Linked DNA regions of Pan troglodytes: region 2 is linked to region 1. The links are chromatin contacts, called in public Hi-C maps. All regions are on one chromosome and are shown on one strand. Each heading gives the region's core, a stretch centred on a gene start, on an enhancer-like site or on the middle of the called end of the contact. The rest is flanking DNA. Distances are from core to core; before and after follow the strand shown.

Evidence for each region. Hi-C and Micro-C count contacts between places; a contact is called where the count stands out from the background.
Region 2: a contact with region 1 is called in a Hi-C map of induced pluripotent stem cells, with 2.1 times the contacts expected there. The contact joins the enhancer-like site here to the promoter of MSRB3 in region 1. A contact is called at or near these places in 1 of 7 Hi-C or Micro-C datasets (induced pluripotent stem cells) and 1 of 1 datasets of contacts at active chromatin or transcription factors (stem cell-derived excitatory neurons).

The regions. Positions count from the first base shown.
Region 1 is chr10:30,768,153-30,772,188 of NHGRI_mPanTro3-v2.0_pri, forward strand. It overlaps MSRB3 (methionine sulfoxide reductase B3), which reads right to left and starts at 2,275. Exons shown (of 8, transcript XM_016923087.4): 1 at 1,974-2,275. The coding sequence starts at 2,202.
Region 2 is chr10:31,157,860-31,161,895 of NHGRI_mPanTro3-v2.0_pri, forward strand. It overlaps LOC134807558 (a long non-coding RNA gene), which reads right to left. Exons shown (of 4, transcript XR_010148279.1): 3 at 2,869-2,928. Among named protein-coding and RNA genes, the nearest start is that of GNS, 130 kb to the right of the region's middle. Within about 2 kb of position 1,717, at least 3 of the 24 cell types and tissues checked have an H3K27ac peak or open chromatin away from gene starts, as enhancers often do. A contact at or near this core is called in induced pluripotent stem cells, where this site is marked.

The sequences.
Region 1 (4,036 bases), core at 1,025-3,524:
TAAGGATTTCTGACTTAATGGATTAACATCTTAGTTAAAATATTAGAACAAGCACTTTTAAAAACAAAAAGCAATGTGTTGATTCAAAATCTAAATTACATTGTATGCTGCAACCTTGCCATACAAGCAGTTTAAGCACTGTGACAAAATTCTAGATGGCAAAGAGCTACTTATCTTAATATAAAAATTTCCAGATATTCATATAGGGCCCTAATAAAAGTCATCAGAAATTAGACTGATATATCAGCTGGGACCGGAATTAAAAGAATATATGTTTAAATGGTCCAAATATAAACTTGATGTTCAAAATTACTGGCAAGGGGCCAGTACAGTGGATTCCGGTCTTCGAAGGCCGTTTCACCACAAGTATTAGGTAAGTCAACACATCACTGAGGAAAAAGAAAGCATACATATGTTTCCTGGCAATAAAATCCACTCTTCACTATCCAGCACAGTATTTTTTAGAAATCCATTGAAAAATGTGAAATTAGAACCTGTTGTATTTCCCAAGAAGTGCTATTAAAGTTACTTCCAAAATATGAATCTATAAAAAACAGGTTTTTTTTGAAAAACAACACTATGCAGAAAGAAACATGAAACTGATATCACTGCTCAAGTTACTGTTTACAAATTGCAAATTGAATAAAGTTAAATATTGTAAATATCTGCCATTAATCTGAACTGACAATTTTATAAGTTATATGAACCCTGAAGTTTTTTTATAGACAAAATTGTTTTTGAAAATCGATCTTGCCACCAGCGCTGCAAATGAAAATATGAAGAGATAAACCAGAGAGTACTGAATATAATCTATGCTTCATAGAGTCATGTTTCAACTAATTTATGAGTCCTAGTTTGCCATATCTTATTGGACAATTTAGTCTATTGGTAGAAAAAACAAAAGCAAACTAAAATCTCCTAAGAAATCTCAGCTCTAAGGAATTATAATTTATATTCTTCCATTCCAGATAAAATTAAGAAGCAAGAAGCTTTGACGACTACTCATCACAAATGTAAAAGTCCATGCAATTTCACATTTACCTTTATCCCTACCTTTGTACTTTAAAATAACTGCTTTTTAAAATAATAATCTGATATTAAATTCCCCCCAACAGTTCCCACATGATTCAAGAAGATTATCTTATAAAGTCTTACTGTAACGACTTCAGAACTGCCACTTCCGATAGCTATTAGCCCTAAACCAAACAAGGCAGGAACAGCACTTTTCATTCATATAGTTTGACTCGAAATAGCCCAGTGTAAAACTTCAAAAATAGACTTGGATGCCTTTTTCTGCTTAAAAACAAAGCAAAACTGATACCTGGCAGACTCGGGGTTCTGTTCGATTTTGGCCTGTGAAATGCCAGCCGGGCCCGCGGGAGTCTGGCCCAGCAGGGGGGCAGCAGCGCAGGGAGGGCGGGCGGCGGGTGCGCTCCCGGGTGCGCCCCTCCCTGCCGCCTGCCCGCCGCCCCGCGCCCCCGTCCTCTCCGAGGCGCGCGGCGAAAAGCGCAGGCCTGGCGGGCCGGTTCCCACGCCTCGGGCCCGTTATCTGAGCGGCAACCCCGGCAGGCTCGACGCACAGAGCAGAGGGCTCCGGGATGGACCCCTCCCCTGCCTCCCGCGGGCTTCCCCGCCAGATCCCTCTCTCCGGGGCCCGCGCGGGGCGAGAGGCTCCCGCGGGTTCAGGTTCGCTCCCGGGACAGGATAAGGTGTCAGTGAGGCTGCCAGACGCCTCCCGTCGGCGGGTGGGGGGAAACCAGCCCTGACCTCCTTCTGTTCGGCCCCTCACCGCTGGCGCGGGGCGCAACCCTTCTGCTCCCCTTCTCGGCTGAGGCAGGGGCTGTCCCCGCAGGCGGCCGAGGGGGCGCAGCAGGCGCAGAATGGAATCCCGGCTCGGGGTCACACCCTAACGTGGCAGGGTCGGGGTGGGAGGGGTGAGGCGAGGAGGAGAGGGGAGGGGAGCCCGAACTTACCGGACTGCGCACTTCCCAGAGCCGCGGCCAGGCAGAGGCAGAGGCAGAGGGAGAGGCAGAGCGAGAGGGGGCGCGGGAGGGTCCGCCGCGGGCTCATGGAAAGGCCAGGCAGCCGCCGCCGGTGTCCGAACCTCGCTCCCTCCCTCCCCGGCTCCGGGCGACGGACGGGGCGGCGGGAGGCATGACGGGAAATTCCTGGGCACGGGCAGCCGAGTCCAAATATGAGCATAGGAGACGAGCGAGGGAGGACCACGGAGCGCGCCGGCCGCGGACGGGGCCCGCTGCCCGGGGCTCGGCGGCCGCCAACTCCCTCCTCCTCTGCCCTGTCCTCTTCCTCCTCCTCCTCCTCCTCTGCACCGTCCTCCTCCTCCTCCTTCTCTGCCCTGCCCTCCTGCTCCTCTCCTCCCCCCTCGTCCTCCTCTGCCCCAGGGCTGCCGGCCGCCTTCTGCCTGGGGGCATTCCTTTCCAACTCGGGACCCCAGAACACAGCCAAACGCCCACCTGGCGTGTTCCACCTGAGACCGCTGAAGGAGTGGGAAACGGACAAACCAACACGAAGAGACCGGACAGCGAGCCAGGGACCTGTGGGAAGACGTGTCAGGGGTTGAGAGCGTTGGTGGTGAGGGGATAAAAAGTTGTGGGAGAGTGAGGCAGGAGCAGGGCTGCCAGTTAGTTACTTGGTCATCCTATACATACAGAACGAGCACTCACTGTAATACGGAGAACCAGCCGCCTGCGTTCCAGGTGAGCGGGCCCTCTCTAGCAGAGGAGGGTGAGTGTGTGTGTGTTCTTGGCCAAAATTGCAAAGGTGCTCGTCCCAAACTTATATTTGAACACCATATATGGAGCCCAGGCAGGCTGGCTGAACAATAGTTTTTCACAACAAAATGCTTAAGTTTACACCGGTCTTTCTCTCCACCTCCAATCTCTATTCATGTCCACCCCCCAACCCCCTCCACACACTTGTTTTGTATTTACCGTAGCTTGTCTAAAATGAAATGGTGTAATTCATTCAGAAGGTGCCACCTCTGATGAACAAAATGTCAGTCCTAGATGTTTAATTACAGGCCCAAGCCTGTAGTTGCCTAATTTTCCTTGGCACTGATAACTCCTTGGGTAATCAAGTCCAAATGACCCTTAGCTTTTCAAGACAACATAATTATGTCTTAATTACTATAATATATTTTTTCCCTCAAACTAATGGGACAGGACCTGGATATGTAGGGTATTAAGTAGTTACTTACGAACATTTTAAGATGCTAGATGATACAGAAATGATTTATTGATCCAAAATACTTAAGGGGTAAATGTCAAACAGATTTAGAGTGTGGATTATTTCAACGTGAACTAAAGTGATGTTAATTTGTACATCACACTATTTGTTTGAAAATGCTATATTTGAAAATCAAGAACCTTGTTTCAAATCAAACTCAGTTCTGGCAAACTATTAAAACACATACACCAAAAAACAGTCCATTGCAAGTGGCTCCCCTCAAAACATCTGGTACTGAAAAACACCACATCCTGTGAATTACATATAGCAAATGGGCAAATGTCACCCTTAATGCATTGGCAATTATAATGGGACTAAGGGTAGATGACCCAGATAAAGTAATGGTGAATAAATTGTAATGCAATGAATAAAGGACTTAAATGACACATAACATGACTATTTAATTAGGTACCTAGAGCCTAGGTAGTTGGAAATACTGAAGAAGCTCTTCAGTATTCCCTCCGTTTCCTCTTTTTTTATAGCCTTGTGTTACATAAGTGTCTGTTTTTCTACTTCCCCCACAACACTTTGCAAAGTTCTTTGCCCATAGTCCAAATGTTTGTTTAAAAACAAAAATAAAATGGGCACAGCCATTTGTAGAAAGAAATATAGAAGCTCCCTAAGTGTAAAGCATGTTTCAAAGGATTGCAATAATTATGCCTATATTTAAAATATTTTAGTGAAGAACCTTACATACAAAAATATAGAATTATAAAAAATGCAATATCATTACAACCTAATTCATGTTAGTAAAAATAGAGAGTTCATTGTATCAACATAGCTGACATCA
Region 2 (4,036 bases), core at 467-2,966, 390 kb after region 1:
TGGGTGACAGAGCAAGACTCTGTCTCAAAAAATAAAAATAAAAATAAAATAAAAGGAAGCCGTTTTCGAAGTCATTCTTCAAGAAATAATGATCCTTAGCTGGGAACTTTGTACCTGGGTGCCCCTTATTCAAATGCCACGTCTATATACTTTTTAAACTTTACTAGATTAGAGCACAGGTGAAGGAGGTAACAATGGGACCCATTCTGCCTTTCCTCACACAAGCACTCAGTTAAGAGTAAAATGTCCAGCGTAAATTGCTAGAGCCAAAGCAGCTGGAAAATATTTCCATGAAGCAATAGTGACATCTAGTGGTCAGATGAAATAATCACACTCCTGCTCACTTCAAGTGAAGGAGGAAAAAACAAAACCCCAAGCCTTTTTACTCTCCTTTTATACCTCTTATCCAACCATACCTGACAGGGAATTGGTTGAAAAATCAAAAAAGTCAGTAAAACAGAGAATCATTAAAATGATACATGCAGAGCTCACTAAACACTTTAACCTGGAACATACATCTAACTATGCATGTATTCACCAATCATGTGATGCATGGCCAGGGTCTCTTTCCTGAATGCAGATCCACCAAGTTGCTGCTAGTCTCTGTTGCACAAACCAAACCATTGTACATCATATACAGTGCCCAGTGTTTGCTTATTATATGGTGAGAACCTTAAGACACTTGTGAAACAAAATTCCCTCCACTGATTTTTATGATTTTTTTTCTCTTATAGTTGTCTCTCTCACCTTTTATTCAATGATGCTTTTTTGGTAACTCAGTTTTATCGAGCCTTTCCAAAGCTTTCATCTTAGATTGTATAGGAACGGTAACTCTTTCTCTTTGTACTCATATTTCATCTGTTTATTAACTATCTGATCAAATACAAATCCTCCAAACATAAACTGGAACAAATGAAATGGAAGGAAGATGTTTATTTCGATAAGGCTTACCTATGTTCATTTTTTTTCCTAAGCCAGGGGCAGGAGTATTTTTAAATCTGATTTAAATTTCCAACGTCCACTGCAATTATTTCATTTCACCTCTCTCTCACTTTCCTGCAGCGCAATTTCCCCCCACCTCCTTCACTTACAGCCCAAATTCCCATCTCCTGTTCAAATGGAGTAGAGATTCCGTCACTCTCTCCCACCTCTACCTGCTGTACTTCCCCACACCAGCTTCTCAACATTTCTGTTTCTTCAGCCTTCCTTCTTATCTCAAAGAAGAGGAAGCTCCCAAGTGTGCATTTACCATTTGGTGTTTGCCTTTCGTTCACCCATCTGTCCTTCCCTGCGGGACTTTAAACTCCGTGAGGGAAGGAATGTGACTTTACTGGTCTGTGAAGCTCCAGAGTCCCATCCTGGCCTGAGAACATTGCTCTTAGTGTCAATAATATGAGGTCATGGCTCACTGGAGAATCGGGATAACACCGAGGAGAGTGGTTAGTCATGCCTTTGGGAGACCTTGAGGAACACAGGTCGTCTACCAGGAGAAGCTGTAATGTCATGTCCAACTCCAGCTCAGAGTTTTGTGAACTCAGTCGTAACTACGATTTTTCAGTTCCCAAATACCTTGTCAGTTCTCCCTTCACATGGCAAAACACAGTGTGTTAACTAAGGAAGCCAAGCAGCAAACCCATGGTGTCTCTTACTCTGACAGTCCACCCTATCCCTTGACACTATCCCAGACTTTTGTCTTGAAAGCGTAGCCTAACACCTTTAAAGAACCAAGGCTAATGAAGTTTGCATATCTTTAGGGAAGTCCAAGTGCCTTTCACTGGGCCATCAAGTGCTTTTGGCAAGAAAGATAAGGCAATAGGAGAGCCAATGTAAAGCAATTCGTTAAGATAATAGAAGAAATGGAAAGGCATTATGCTAATGTTCGCAAATGTATGCCCAATTAAGGCTAATCTGCCTTGGGGCGATAATGCCTGATCCCTACATTGGACAGAAAGGAATATTTGGAAGTTTTTCTGCCAGCCTAGTCAAATTCAATTCTGTGTGAATATTAGCCCTTGTGAGTAATAACAGACCTCTTTAGCATCCACTAATTCATATTCTTTAACACACCATCGTTTTTCCCTCAGATTAGAAACATACTTTTTTTTCTCTTTAGGCTAAAACACGCCATTGTTCTGAGGTCCTTTCCGGCTTTATCTAAGAGTGAAAAACAATGCCAAGCGGCCCTTGCCTCTTTCATACACCATGCCCATTAGCTGTACCCCTGTTAACGGGTCTTGGCTTCCATTTCCTGCAAAACTATGACTTTTTAATAATCATGGCCCTTTTGTTCCCAAAGCAACTTAAAAGAGGAGGGACACCAGTGTGGGTCACTGTATTTTAGGATCTAGTTGCCCATGTGGTGTCCACACACCATGAGAGGCCAGCAGTTGTTCCAGTCCAACCCTGACTCTGAGAGAGAAAGATTTTCTGAGTGTCTGTAGTACAGTATCCTCTCCCGTTGCCTCCCAGGTCACAATCTTCCATTACATCACATTAGTGCAGTGGTTTGGGGGTTGCGGGGGACAGGCTTTTAGAAGGACCGTCACCAAGTGGTTAAGAATAAGGGAGCTACAGCCACACACCCAGGTTCAATTTCATCCTCTGCCACTCTCTGGCTCTATGACCTTGAGAAGGTAACATCCTCTCCAAGCTCCAGTTTCCTCATCTATTGCAGAAGAAGGAACACTAAAGCCAGGCGTGGTGGCACGCGCCTGTAGTCCCAGCATTTTGGGAGGCCAAGGCAGGAGGATCACTTGAGCCCAGGAGTTCAAGATTACACCGAGCTATGATTGTGCCACTGCACTTCAGCCTGCGTGGAAAAGTGAGACCCTGTCTCTTAAAAATAAAAGAAGAAACACTGGTACTTACTCTGAGGGGTGGTTATGAGAATTAAAGGAGGCAATCCATGTAAGGCTTTTAGCACAGTGCCTGTCAAACAGGAAGCACTCAATAAATATTAATTGTTATTTTGTGTTTATCTTCCTTCACTATCCCATAGACTCATAATTCTCAAAATTTATGGTCTCTAAACCTCTTTAGACAAACTTTAAACTTAACATAAGCTCTCAAAAATTATGAGGACCCTAAAGAGCTTATACATGATATCTTTTATTTAGTGTATTATAAGTAAAGTCAAAATATTTTAATTCTTTTAAAAATACAATAAATCCATTATCATAAATAAGATTCTATGAAAAATAACCACATTTTCCAAAACAAAAATATTTGGTGAAAGAGCAGTATTGCTTTACATTTTTGCAAATCTCTTTCATATGTGGTTTAATAGAAGACAGCTGGGTTCTCCTATCTGCTCCTGCATTCAAGCTGTTGTGATATCACACATTATGCAGCCTCTGAAAACCTCCTTGTATACTTGTGAGAAAATGGGAGTGAAAAAGGCAAATCACGCCCTGATGTTGCTATGAAAATAGTATGACCTCTCGGACTTTATGAAAGAACCCTGGAGCAGTGTCCAGATTTTCTGGTGTCAATATCAGCACCGCAGAGTCTCAAGTTCCAAGTCAGTTCATTGTTGGAGTTGGGAGAATTTTCCCAGACTATAAGGCCAAGAGAATTGGATGTGAAAACAACTGCTGGTGCAACTGTGACTAGGCCCTAATTAAATAAGGCAGGAAAACCCTTAATCCCAACCTCACCATATACCCTCCGGTTCAGAAACTCAGGCCTGAGCCATGCAGAAGCCAGACCCCTGTTGTTCTGCCATTTGGATGAAGCTTGTTTGTGAATAAAATACTGGAATCCATCCATTTCTCCGGAGTGACCATTAGCAACTGTTTTTTTTTAATTGCTTTTCTTGTTTTTGTTTTTTTAATTTGTTTTAGAAGACAGTCAATTCAAAAAAAATTTTCTTGATGTAATTCCTTTTTCAAAAATTATCTTTTTAAATTCTGGAAATCCAATGTTTATGACTTAAGCCTTGTTATTTTTATACTATTAAAGGTTTGGGGTTTAAGGCTTTGTTTTGTGTTTTTGGCAAGCCTTTAAACAAATATTGTTGTTGAATAAGAACCTCTTC